Regions from separate parts of the Mus musculus genome. Here region 2 is linked to region 1. A link is a contact called in public Hi-C data. All regions are on one chromosome and are shown on one strand. The core of a region is the stretch at or near the end of the contact, and the rest is flanking DNA. Distances in the headings are between cores, read along the strand shown. Region 1 overlaps Eipr1 (EARP complex and GARP complex interacting protein 1). Region 2 overlaps Gm31508 (predicted gene, 31508).

Evidence for each region. Hi-C and Micro-C count contacts between places; a contact is called where the count stands out from the background.
Region 2: a contact with region 1 is called in a Hi-C map of cerebral cortex, with 2.5 times the contacts expected there. The contact joins two enhancer-like sites. A contact is called at or near these places in 5 of 484 Hi-C or Micro-C datasets (cerebral cortex, embryonic stem cells, nephron progenitors and 2 more) and 1 of 115 datasets of contacts at active chromatin or transcription factors (neural progenitor cells).

What each region holds. Positions count from the first base shown.
Region 1 is chr12:28,780,071-28,787,037 of GRCm38.p6, reverse strand. All of the region lies in intron 3 of Eipr1 (EARP complex and GARP complex interacting protein 1), which reads right to left. Among named protein-coding and RNA genes, the nearest start is that of Gm46345, 17 kb to the right of the region's middle. Within about 2 kb of position 2,512, at least 61 of the 459 cell types and tissues checked have an H3K27ac peak or open chromatin away from gene starts, as enhancers often do. A contact at or near this core is called in cerebral cortex, where this site is marked.
Region 2 is chr12:28,972,829-28,979,881 of GRCm38.p6, reverse strand. The region is part of intron 1 of Gm31508 (predicted gene, 31508); the gene reads right to left. Among named protein-coding and RNA genes, the nearest start is that of Gm31508, 66 kb to the right of the region's middle. Within about 2 kb of position 5,206, at least 54 of the 459 cell types and tissues checked have an H3K27ac peak or open chromatin away from gene starts, as enhancers often do. A contact at or near this core is called in cerebral cortex, where this site is marked.

The DNA of each region.
Region 1 (6,967 bases), core at 1,263-3,762:
TAGCAACTATTTATCCACTACAGCTGTGCCTCAGCTCTGTCACTGCAGCGAAAACACCGAAAGATACTGTGAGCATCCACCCAGAGCACTGGCACGTCAGTGGGGCTCTACCCAGGGGATACATGCATACATTACATACATACATACATACATACATACATATGAGACACATGCTCACAGGTGCACACGCACACCTGAATACACAGCCATGTACTATTCTGGTACTACTTCTTAGATGTGATCAAATCATGAAGGACAGGCAATCTTATCCATCCATAACATGTCATCCCAACCTAGCAGTATTCATCCTAACAGCACAGGTAGAGGAATGGCCCGGGCAATAGAAACAAAAGACTGTTCTAGGCTCAGCACCACCAATCTGCGTCCAGCAATCTAGACCAACTGCCAAAGCATCCAGAGCCTAGGACGACAAACACAATGAATAGTTCAGACCACTCAGTTTCCAACACACTCTTCAACATAACTTCGAAGCCACACGATACTCAATAAGCCAGGCAGTAGGGCACAGGGCCAGTGAACTGGTGGATCTGGCCAGATCATTGCACGAAGACTGTAAGAACTAGGTCCCCTCTATTTCAGGTCAGAAGCACAGCAAATTCCTGCCATTTGCAGTTCAACCATGTGAAACCTCAACCAAAGCTTTTTACCTTTCAATGTTCCCATAAGCCCTGGGTTACCACTGTCTTTTTAGGACACCAAAGGTCTGTTAAAACAACGGCTTTCCCCCAGCAGGTGCATTTCTTACTACCCATAGGCAGTGTGTGGCCAACCTCTGATCCTCATCAGGCCTCCCTACATAGGCACCTACCACCTGCCACCCCCTGAATCAATGTACACTCACTCACTCTCATAGGCTTTGTTATAATTCGTTCCTAAAAGGGCTTGAGAGCCTCATAGGACGGTCTCTCCCCTTTCCCTCTCCCGCTCCCCTCCCCCTCCCCCTCTCCCTCTGACCCCGAGGCCTTGCATGTCTCTGTTCCCACCCCCAGACACTCTTACATGCCATTTTCTAACTAGCCCCTAGAAATCACACTGAATGGGCTCCAGTGATCCCATCCAAATTCTTTCTTGCCATTACCAATTTCCACCAAAAAAAAAAAAAAGAAAGGAAGGAAGGAAGGAAGGAAGGAAGGTGGGAGGAGAGGGAAGTAAGGAGGGAGGGGAGGGAGGGAAGGAGGAAGGAAGGAAGTAACGAAGGAAGGAAGAAGAAAAAGAAATAAGTCTGTCTTAGGAAGAGGAAAAACACTGAGGCCTGCTCTCATTTAGGAGGCTAGGGCCACCAAGTCTGCTTAGGATAGTCTAGGGAGCCCTGAGGTGCCTATGAACCCTCTGGAGTTTGAGACTCAGTTTCCATGAGATAAGGTATATGACAACAGACACCCATCTCTTTTCCCATCCTCCTCTCATTAACAAGCACAGAGCTTCACCCATGAACAAGCCACGGGATCTGTATGAATGCTGGGACCTCCCAATCCAGGCTGTGAAACCTGAGACCCTTTCCCTCCTTCCAGGGAGGTCAGGCTGATCAGCAAGTGGAGGGTAATTGTTGGGAACTGAAAAGGGGCCAGGACTATCACCTGCCTAACAGACCAGAACTGTGTTAGAAACAAAACAACTTTGAGAAGATACACCTGGTCTTGCAACACTGGTCTAACAGTTAGATCAAAATTCTTCCTCCCAATTCAGACTGACTAAATGTTGGCTCAGGTGACAAACTGAAAGGTGCAATATAGAAACAGTCACAGAGTCAAGGGAGGACTAATCATGTATCCCCCGATGTTTGATTCCACCATTTATATTACCCTGGGCCTCAGCTGTGGCAGGTGTTTTCATTAGAACACAAGGGAATGGGAACAAATGGGTCAAGAGGCCAGGAGGTGGGGCTGCGCATTAATTAGGACGTGACAGGACCACAGGAAGACTTGGGTAGAGGGAGCTGCCAGACGCAGTGAGGCAGAATGTAGGAGACTTTTTAATGGGGCTCCTGAGCCTGCACACACTGTAGCAAACTCTCCAGAGCGCAATGAACTCAAGACACTGCATACAGAATACTCCCTGGGCGGCCTGAGGTTTCCAAGCCATTTGAAAGCCTCTCAGTACACAGCAAGAGAAATCACTTCCTGAACTCCTAGCTCTAGCGCGATGAGGGCATCCCTGGCAGTACCTAGGAGAAAGATCCCAAGCCCTGCTTGCCGACTTCTACACTGGTGGCAAAGCACACACATGCCACCCTAAAGCAGACAGAGTGCTGATTTTAAAAACAGAAAACAGAATTTGAAACTAGATTGTCGACTCTTCCTCCTGAGTTGTTTGTAGAAGACTGTCTTCCAAGCCAGTCACACAGTGAACTTCACATGCATGACAAGGTGACCTGCAGGCTACACAGCTTCAAGCTGCTGCTCCAAATTCAGCATCAGCTTTACCACACCACCCACCTTCCCACTGGCACTCCCTGGAAGCCTTCTGTACTCATCGTGATAGCCACTAGGGGGATTCCCGGGCCTTGGCACACCACCATGCCCCTGCACCAAGGTTACTCTGGTGAACAGCTAGCTGTCTACTGCCTGCCTTCCCCACACAATTTCAAGGGAGGCCAGGACTTCACACTGGTTGGCCAACAGCTGTTCCAACGTGGCTGTACCCATAGCACAATGAACAGAAAGTAGGACAGCCTTAATAGCCAAAAGTGAGGTAGAAGGGAGGCTCTGAGGGTCCACAGCAAGGGATACAGGCCCTATGACCCAGCTCCTCCCCTTGTGAAATGCTATGAAGAGAGTCTCAGTCAGTCTGGCTGCTGTCAGCCTCACCACAATTTTATAGAACGCCAATTTGGGGATCTTACAAAAGCCTGATGTTGAATATACTTTTCGCTTTCAGCAATAATCCGTACAATATGAGCCTGAGAACTTTGGAGCTCTATGGAGGGAGGTGACGGAAGGAAGGGGCCAGAGGTAAGGTTATAGAGGGAGGGATGGTGTGGTCCTTGCAAGCCAGAGCCTGGGGTCTACACAAGCCCACTGTAGATGAGCCATCTGAGGGAGGGCCAACCCCCTGCCTGGGGTACAGAGAGCCAACAAGCCAGAGTAAACCTTATATTTGCCTCCCTCTTTCACCACCTCTGATGTGCACCAAGGACTTAGGCTTGATCACACTGATCTGGTGTGTGCCTTGATTTCAGGTGAGTGCCAAGGGGGTCAAGCCAGGGCCTTGGAAGGAAATGGGAGATAATGTGCTCTTGGTGGGATGAGGAGATGAGAAAAAGGCAGACCTTGCTAGCATGTAAAACCCTAGGGTCTCAATTATCAGGTGCCACAGCAAGAGCCTGAGCGGTCCCTAGCCACAGCTCCTAGGAGGGCATGCTGCCTATCCCTGGTGCATACAATCCCTCTCCACCAGCCCAGGAGGCCCCAGCAGGAGCACTGAACACAGTCAGTATTTCATCTGTGCCTCGTGCTGTCAGCTCCTGTGGTTCTAATTTCCCGAGGATGTAGTGCTGACATGATCTACGCTCTTCCTGACATTTCACCTTCCTCTGCTGAAAAATTCATGCTAGTCCTCATGTAGGACGATCTTGCCCAAGCATAAGGCAGGAGATGTATGCTGGCCACCCTCACTCATATCTGCTGCCATTTGCCCTTCTGCAACCATGGATGGAGCTCAGAAAGTCGTCGTTTGCAGACTTTAAAGCCTCTAATTTACCGACCAGCTGCCAGGGTTCTCTGTTAATTTTAAGGACATAGCCCATCTTTACTCTTCCTGAAGTCCAGCTGCTGAGGTTCCCTAGCTTCACAGCATTGCCTCTTCTACTCCCGCCACTTTGTCTGCTGAGACAAGGGTCCAGAGTGACAGGCAGAAGAGCCTGAGGAGAAAGCCTAGGCAACCTTAGCTTCAGTCTGGGGGCTTGTCTCGGTTGCCTTGGGCCTGCTGCTGTTTCTATTCCTGAACCTTTCCTGACCCTAACCAGTACCCTGGAAACAAGCCTGATCCCAAAGACCCTAGCTGTGTGTTCTGATGAGGTCACTCTGATGACCTCCAACACCCATAATGCCTGCCCTGGCTCACCTTATCATGCCCAGTCTCACACTGTGAAAGCTCCAACCCTGCATTGCCTACCTAGCTTCCTTCACACTACCTTGCCTTAGACTGCCTGGAGGCTCAACCTGAGGTGCTCACCAAACTGCCAGTCAACCTCCTTTTATCCACAGGACCAGTGCAAAGTCCATCACTCACTCACAACTTCCCTGGCAAGTTACCCAACCACGTCCACACAGCCCTTCCAGCTGTATGACACAGAGCATACGAACAGAAATGTATACACCTCCGCATCATTTCTCACCATCCCCATGTCTTCACCACCACCATCACCTCCCACCATCCTTAACTCTACCCCTGCCAACATCACCACCACCACCATCCCTACAAACACCAGTAATCCACCATCACCAGCATCCCAACTACCACCACCATCCTCACATTATCCCGCCATCATCAGAACTATGACTCTACCTGGCCCTCACCATCTCACCCCCACCCCATAACCACCATTTACATCATCACTCCCATCACTCCCACCCCACCCTCAACACACTTCAAACGACGAATGAGGCCAAGCACAATGTGAACTCACAGATGACAATTACACCTGATTTTTCATACTCATGAACAAAGTCATGAGTCAAATGCATGATCCAGCCAACAATGTACTCTGAATATAAAAGTGGTCCCATAAGTTTATAATAGAACTGAAGAGTTTCTGCCACCTAGTGATTACTGTTGCCACCATAATGTCACAACAAAATATATGACAAATTTGCAGTGGTACTGATGTGAATGAAGCCATTGAAATGCCAGTCTATAAAAGTCACAGCACATAAACTCGTGTATAGTGCACAGTACTGGATAACCATCAATTATGGTATTAGATTCTGTACTTACTAGATTTCTACTATTATTTTTTAGTGTATTCCTTCTTTTCTTTTATTTTTTTCTTAAAAGTCAGAGTCACCTTTCGAGCCGTGGGGTTTTTGGTTTTGTTTTTATATACCTGTAATTCCAGCACTCAGGAGGCTGAAGCAAGAAAATCCTGACTTTGAAAGCATTTGGCTTCAGCCAGGGCTGTATTAGTGAGACTGTTCCAGATCACCGTGAAATGCCTATGGAGATCCTGTCCCAAACAAACACAATCAAAACTAAACTAAACAAAACTCCAAATCAGAATGCAGTGTCCTAACAGCAACAGACTTGCCCCCTTGGTATTATGAGGTCTCTCTTTGTTTTAGGAGTGATGACCCTCACCACCCAGCTCTGTGTACATAAGCTCTATGCCCTTTGTGCAGAAAGACAGCCCAAGCAACATGTTTCTCAGAGAACATCCCACCTTCTTGCAACGTCTGATGCTCTGGACTGAATCTTACTTCTCATGGCCGAGGCATGCATGGTTCATGAACAGAGATCTCCTTCCTCAAGCTACCTGCTCTTCAGTTTCAAGCTTTTCTGTCTTAATTGGGGTTTCCTTTTCACAGGAAAGTCTTTTAATAATTGTTTTCTCCCTCAAGAGCTAGAACAGAAATAACTTCAAGCCAAGCCCACAGAGGAAGCTCTACAGCAGACACTGGCTGCTCAGCCAGGCTCCTTCACTCTGGAATCTACTTTACAAAGGAGGCTCGACCTCTTCTGGTCACAACACCATGCCATACCCAAGGGACACCCAACAGTAAGCAGCTCAAAATGCCTGCAGGATGCCACTTCTAGTTAGAAACACAAAGCAGAGGCGTGCAACCTGGGGGCCCACATGTGCTCTACATGGGGTATGGCTCTTGGAACCCCAAGAATGCAGAAATGTTGAGAGACAGGTTGCCTCACAGCTGCTGTGAGAACCTAATGGCAGCAGAAGGCCCTACCCAAACCGCTCCATAAATAACAAAGAAAAAAGACATCATGACTGTTACAGATGTACATATGTTAAAGCCCCAAGTCCCAGGAGACCACGTATGGAAACAGGCTCCTAGGAAAGAATTAAGGTTCAATAAGGGTCGGGCGGTGACCTAACATGACTGGTGTCCTTATAAAAGACAGGCAGAAGAGAATACAGAGACAAGACCGCTGAATACACAAGCCACAGAGAAGGCCATGAGAGACATGAACTGCTAGACTGTCCTCTTGGACTTCCAGCCTGCAGACCCATCAGGGAGTAAGCCTCTGTTGTTTTTAACCCCATCCAAGGAGGGCTGCTGCACAGCAGAGAGGACGAGCACAGAGCCTCGGCACCTTTGTGAAAGGGTACACAATACTAGGGGCAAGGGACCACCTCAAGGCCACCTTCCTAATGCAGAGTCCAGGCCTCCAAAAGCCAGGGAGATTGCATGCTCCTACTCTGTATCTCCAAAGCGGAACTGCAGATGCTTCGGGAGAGGTGAGGGCCAAGGACAGAGAGCAAGTACCAGGCTGTGGGCGAGCACAGTAAATGACCCATCTGGAGTGGAGGCAGGAAACTGGAGGAAACAGACACAGTGTTTTTTATGGTCTTACTGGAAAAATTAATTCAGATTGGGTTTTGTCAAAGCACCCCCATGGGCTGAGACCAGGAGGAAGGACTATAAACAAAGCACACTGACAAATGGCAGAACACCGAGCTTTGAGGGGCGTCCGGGGTGCTATGGGACCAGGCCTTATTTAACATCTTCATTAGTGATCTGGAAGGAGCAGTAAACAGCACATTAATTACACATCCAGATGATTCTGAATTTGGAGGTGCTGCAGAAAGTCAACGAGGACAGAGAAATGACACAAATGGGACCCAGAGGCCTTTGCGAGGAGCATACTTAGTATCCGAGGCTCTGGCTCACATAAAACAGAATGCTAAGAACACTCTGTGCTCTGGGTCAACATCCACTGTCCAAGTAGCAGTGGCCAGGCAGATGCAAGTCAAGTCCTCCCCACGACTAAA
Region 2 (7,053 bases), core at 3,957-6,456, 190 kb before region 1:
ACTGTGCAATGAGACAGAGCGACAGAGCCATCTTGTGTGTTACTGGTGGGTAGGGCTGCTAGAGCCTACAAGAAGCATTATGGGAGTTTCTGGTGGAGGGGCAGAGAGAAGCCATAACCAGCCGCTGTGTGTCCAGTAGAAGCAGTTTTTTACACGGGGGCCTCTGGGCTGCTTCTGCTCATGCTGAGCTCGCTCTGCTATCAAAGGGGGATCCTGACAGCACTACGTGGAGCAAAATCCTTTCAAGTACCTGCTCCAACTGATGCTAGAGTCAAAACAGGAGCAAGAGGACAGTTGGGGGCAGCTGTGTCTATTATAGGCCAGGCCTCCCTGAGATTAGCACTTACCCCTTTGGGTCAGCTCCATTCCCAAGTCCTGAGAAATGGCCAGAGGAACCACTGGGGATGTGAAGATCAGAGGCTGCACTCACTGGCCGCTGCAAGAGTTCCAGGTAATAACTGCTCCCTGAGACACTTCATCTAGAATCCTCTGTCCCTCAGCCAGCACCCCGTTAGTCTGATTTGTTCTTGTGTCGTGAGGTGACCTGGTCTTCGCTCCATAGTCTGAGCCCCTGGGTATTCTGAACTTGTCGATGTTGTTGTTGACTGCAGATTCAACCATTGTCACCTGATACGAAACAGCTGGTGAACGCCCAGGACTGGGTGGGCGAATCCTTCATCCCTGTGCGGAACAGCATTCTTTACTCCCTAGATCAATGGTGATGGCTGCTGCTGCTATAGCAGCAGCTCTTCTCTGCCCATTGTTCTGATGCCAGTTACCCAAAGTGCCTTGGCCACTTCAGTGCCCATGAGTGAATCCTTATTCTGTCCCCTGATGGGAAAAAAACATCCAAGCACTTATTATCCAGGAATAAGAGCCTAGAGCTAGGACAGAAAAATGGCTCCTCTAGGGAATGAATGACAAGAGAGAAGGGTTCACAGCTCCATCCTTGACCCTGAGACCCACAAATTCTAGTTATTGTATTCTCAACACCCTGGTGCATGCTACTGCATCCTCTGGGATACAGGGTCCTCTTGTTGCCGGGTGCTTCCCTGAGTTGGAGGTTAAGATAATCCTTATAACCTTAGAGTCATTCTACCTCATCCTAGGTTCTGGGTCCAGGTGTGATATATGGTCCCTGGCTGATGAATACTAGCCCACCTAAAAGTTAACATCTTGGCCTGACACAAATTAGGTAATATCTGTCTAGGTTAGTCAGTTGCAGGTGGCAGGCTATAGTGAAGATAGTGACCTTGGGGCTCCATGCGATAGCAAGTCACTCCAGTACTGTGACAGAGAAGTAGCCTGATCCCAGGCCAGTTCTGGGAGGATGGGTGTGGCCACTTGGGGAAGACATGGCTGCAAGAGGCCAGGTAGGCCCAGCCTGAGGCGCGGCTGCTTCCTAGAGGAGTAATGGATGGCTGCCCATCAGCTCAGGAGCTCGGTAGCTTCTCTCTCTGCTCCACAATGAATTCTTCCCCAAGGACAAACTCTATGATGAGTCCATGCCAAACCATCAGAGGACGATGCATTCCCCATGAAAAATGCCAAACATCACAGAAAATGAAGGCAAGGGAAATGACAGATGTGAACCTTCAAGGCTTGTGCAGTCCCCTCCAGCCGCACCTGTACCTCTCAAGGCTGGGCGTCTTCCCCGGATCTGCTATCAGTGCTCGGTGTGCTCTCATCCTTGAAACCCAGCAGGGCAGAGAGACTTCCTATTAGCCTCCAATGTGCCATCAAGAGAGGTTAAGCATCGCTGAGGGGTGAACAAAGGAGCTTTGGTTCTGAGGAAAAGGGACAAGTCTTTTCTTGACTAAGAAAGATTTGTGAAGGAGAAAATTATGTCTTAAGTAATAACAATGTGAGGATTTTTTTTAATACAAAGAATTGACTTTAATTCTCCAAGACTTTTTTCTTTGAGACAGAGACACCAAATATCCAGAACACAGTGTGTAGCTGTGGTTTGATGGAAGGTTGCAGTTGGCTCTCTGGAGACTCACTGAATCAGACCCTAATTGTAAATATCTGTGGTCTCCTTTTTCAGCCACTAAGTTGATAACATCTCAATGCACTAGAAGACAGTTTGGAGTCACGCTGCCTGCTCAGAAGGGCTGGCTCAGGGCTAGAGCCCAGAGCATCGGGTTCTGACTACCTGGATGAGAAGGCTGGTATATCATGTTGCTAAAAGCTGTGCAGAAGCAAGATTCTGGGTCTAATTGTACCTGGATTAGAGGCCACAGAATCCAGACCACGTTGTCCTTGTCACTAGAGCAAACTTATTCAGTTTGGCCTTCACACAGTGAGGAAAGGCTTTGTGGAATCTCTGGCTTTAAAGGTCTGAATCTCCTATTATTAATAATTTAAAAGAAAAGATCATTTCTGTTGACTTTTGTTTGTTTGGTGGTAATGGGGGGGTAGGAAGCCTTTTGTTTAGTTTTTGAAATAGGATTTTATTAGGATTTTTTTTACTAGGATTTTATCCTAGGCTAGTCATGTAGCTGAGTACAACCCTTAACTTCTGATCCTATCCCTACTTCCCAAATGCTGGGGTTACAAATGTTAACCCCCATATTTATGCAAGCCTGTGGATCTAACTTAGGCTTCCGTGTATGTAACAAATACTCAACTACGTGAGCTATGACTCCAGATCTGATTTTAGGGGTTTTGAGACAGGACTTTACACGAAAGATTAGGTTGTCTTTGAACTCATGACAGTTCTGACCTCCCCTTCCAGAGAGCTGGGATTACAGAGTACATATGTGAGGCACTGTACTCAGCTCTGGCTTTTCAAATGTGCATTGTTGGTCATGGACTAGAACATGGGAATAGCACTCCCTTTGCCTGTTGGTTTGTTTTAGAATGAGATATCAAGAGGCAGCCCTTTGGCTATAGGAACAACTGTTTCCTCTTTCTCTTCGGAAGCCAGCAGAGAAAACTCAGCACAGAACCAAGGATGGAGAAATTACAGCAAGTAGAAGGGGAGAGAGAGAGTCCACGATGGCCTTGGACTTGTGGGGATGAAGGGTTGCTTGAAGCCTTAGGGAGATTCTGGGTGAAGGAAACAGACTACCGAGTCTGGACTCTCTTCTGGGCATGGGTGCTCTTGCCGAGAGAGCAGATCCTAGAGCCCAGGACAGGACATCCGTACACATGACTGTCTTTGTTACCTACACACAGCAGGATGGCATGGACTATTGGCTACTCCGATACTGCAAAGGCCTTCATTTCTTTTTCCTTTCTTGAAAGGGGCTTTCATGGATCTTAAACTGGCCTCCAACTTACTATGCAGCTGGAGAATGGCCTTGAACATATGATTCTCTCTGCTCCTCTTCCAGGCTCGCGCCACCATGTCTTGTTTACACGGGGCTAGAGAGCAAACCCAAGATTTTATACTTACCTGGCAAGCACCAGTCCCTACTACAGGGACCCATTTCAGCACCTGAATTTCTCAGTTAATGGCTGAGCGCTGGTGACATCTTAACTGAAACCGAGGCTATAGCATGACCAGGGTGGCACATGTCAGCAAAAGGCCTCAAAGAGATGCGCTCCAAGTGTAGCCTGAAGCTGTGTGGGGTGTGGAGGGAGGATTAATGGAGTGCAGAAGAGAGAGGAAAGAGAAGGCAAGCAGAAAAGATGCTGATAGGTAAAGGAAGGAGAGGGGTCAAGACAGAAACCATTGTTTGAAAAGAGAGGAGGCAAAGAAACAAAGGACAGATGCCTAGTAGCAGGTGGGTAGAAACAGGAGGAACTGCCTGAGGAAGGGCTGGCCTGGGTCTGGGTCCGTTCCACTTCCTACACAGGAAGAGGCATCATTGCCCTGTTCTCTGAGTCGGACCTCCCTGCAGAGTAAGCCCTTACTTACTCAGAGAGGGAGGCAGACACACCTCCCTCACCATAAAACCAAGGAGAGAACAGGAACCAGGACAGACAGGCAGCAAGGACAGTCAGACACAGAAGTTCTTGGCTGGCTAGAGCCCTCTCATAGACAGTCATGCTGCAGCAGGGCCTCTGCCCTTGACCCAGGACTCTAAACTCAATGGTGCACATAGGCACCAAGGGGCCCACCCCAAAGGTGTCTAGTACTGTATCTCTGAAACCTCAGTCTGTTGTACGTGTGTGTGTGTGTGTGTGTATGCGCGCGCATGCGCGTGCATGTATGAACATCAATATAATTACTGCTTCTACCCTGAAGAATTTGATTCTGTTTCTCCATCTTAGAAACACTCTAGTCACGCTCCGTAGCCAAGCTCTAGTGCATGGTGAATGAGACATTGCCTGCCCCTGGTGCTGTGTATTGTACAGCACAGCCTGCCACACTGTATGGTAGAGGACACAGTGACTGTGCATGGTGCTGTGTATTGTACAGCAAGCATGCCTGTGCACAGTGCTGTGTTGGACAGCAAAGCCAGTCACACTATACATTGTGCGCAAAAGCTTTTTGGCTTGCTGAAGCATTCCTGATGTGTTTAACCGCAGTTCCACCCCAACTCACCTCCTCCCTCAGCCCGTCTGGTTTCACCTCACCAGTGCATTCACACATCTCCATACACTCTCTATCCCACTTGTACCATGACCTACAAGTCACACCACCCACCTCCAACCCAGCCCCCTCCACCACCTCTCTACCCTCCCCACCTCCACCTACCCTTTACCTTCTGCACCCTTCACTGCACCCTCCCCCACCCACCCACCTGCACCTTAATTCTGCCTGAGCCTGAGCACAGCTCTCATCTCCAGTAAAGAGCTGCTCCCAGCCTCTGGCAGACCATTGTACTTCCTGTTCTCAGTGGCACAGCCCTTATGCCACCGCATTCCAGTCTATGTTATCCTTTGTCCACCCACCCCACCTCCTGTCTCCTCTCCTGTCCACAGAGAGCTCAGGACAGAGACTCTACAAACACCATCAGAGAAGGGCACAGTGGCTTGCCTGCAGGGGGAGCCACAGAGCCACCAGCTCAGACAGGACCCACCAAGGTCCAGCCAGGACACCCCACCAAGAACTGGAGTAGTTTTCTTTTTTCTTCTCATCTTCCAGGTCATCTCCCTGCCCTGCACCAGCAATGCTTTTTGAGAAGAAAGAAATACCGAGTTAACATTCCTTAACAGCAGATGTGCCATCATGTAGAAAATAAAGCTCTCCCTCGGCGCTCTGCGTTGGTGTGCCTCAAACAGTTCATTCTGGAACCTGTCGGTTTCACATGCTCTCTGTTGCCATGGTAATGCTTCAGTTCGAGCTGGGAAACACTGGCACACATTACAAAGGATGGCCCTGAGCCTTGCTCAAAAGTCCTCAAACTGAAATGGAGCCTTTACATGGAAGGCTGAGGCCTCTAATTCAAATGTTGGCTGACAGTGGCAAGCTCAAGGCAAACAGGTGCACACAGAGCTGAAAAGCTGTGGCTTCAGGACTTTTATTTGTCAAAGAACCATTGACCCCATTGCTGGAAATGTTTTCAAGACAGGGTATCTTTCTGCAGCCCAGTCTGGGTTGGAACTCACTATGTAGCCCAGACTGGCTGCAGGCTCTGAACACACTCTCTCTGCCTTTGCCCTACTAGTGCTAGAATTATAGACATGAACCACCATACCCAAACTTAGAAAAGATTTTAACACCTGCTTTGCCCTCTCTGCTTTCAGGCAAGAGGCACTTTATCTCACTATAATGACTTAAGGACCCAGAATCCATAAACATATCTAAATGAAGTCCTTGTGAGCACAGCACAGTAATGCCAGCTCATGGGCATCAGGCTTGGGACCCTGCTTCTCATGAGCTCTCACTAGCATGCCAAGTGTGTGTTCTCTCCCATGTGGAATGATCTCCAGGAATCTCCAAGGACAGCCAAGGAAAGGATAGATGGATGGATAGATAGATAGATAGATAGATAGATAGATAGATAGATAGATGAGAGCTGAGTAGATAGAATGCCAATACACTATGAATCTTGTTAGGTATGGAAGCATAGTCACATTTAAACCTTTTAGTTTTAAAGACACAGACAAAAGCATCTACAGGTGAAACAGGTGTCCGTTATTGACAGTGGTAAGCAGATAGGAGAATCTGATAACATATTGATAATTGTAGGTAAGGATAATGATTAGATTGGTTAATTGTGGTGTCTGTGCCTCTTCAAGTACATTTAAATTTTAAATTTTTTCATAACAAAATTTAAAAGAAAGATAGGAGACACATTAACAAAACCAAATTAAGACTTAGGGACTGTGGAGGAAGAGGGAGTAGAAAGACCTTAAAAACCAGAGATCAAAAAGGACTCTGGTGAAACAGTATTTTTTGGACATAAAAATACCACAGGACTCATGAACTCACAGCACATGTGGCTGTCCGCACAAGACCTGTACAAGAACAAGCCAGTCTGCAAGCTCACAACCTCCCACCTGTAGCTATGGAGCTATTGGCAGTTAATGGCTCCTTGGGAAGGCAGACTCAGTTTTCCTTAAGGGTGTATCTTCTGGTAGGTCCACAACTCTCCAGTGGGTGACCTCAAACCTATGTGAATATAGGGAGCACACACTGGATTCAGTGGGTCAGAGGAGGAGAAAAGGAGGAAAGGAGAGGAAGAGAAGGAAGAGGAGGAGAGGGAGGAGGAGAAACCCATATAAACAAGACTGGATCAGTAGCAGTATTAATGGACATATCAGTGTAAAAGGAAGAAAATTTCACAGGGTTCCACCCCTAGGCAAAGAACTGTAGGCAATTGGGCAATTCTTGACAGCTGGGATGAAAATTAGCCTTTCCAGCAATGAGTGCTTTTATTGGTTGTTCAATACAGAGTGATCAGCCTTGAAACCATATACATACAAGCATCAATGTGCGTGTGTGTGTGTACACAGATGTATATATGCACACACACACACACACACACACACACACACACACACACACACAATATAACCAGAGAGAAAGAGGCGATCATCTTGAGAGTGGGAGGGCATGGGAGGGATTTGAGGAGGATATCTAGAAGAGACTTGAGGGAGGAAAAGAAAAGGGGAAGCTGTATAATTCTATTTCAACTAAACACATTTTTTAAAAAT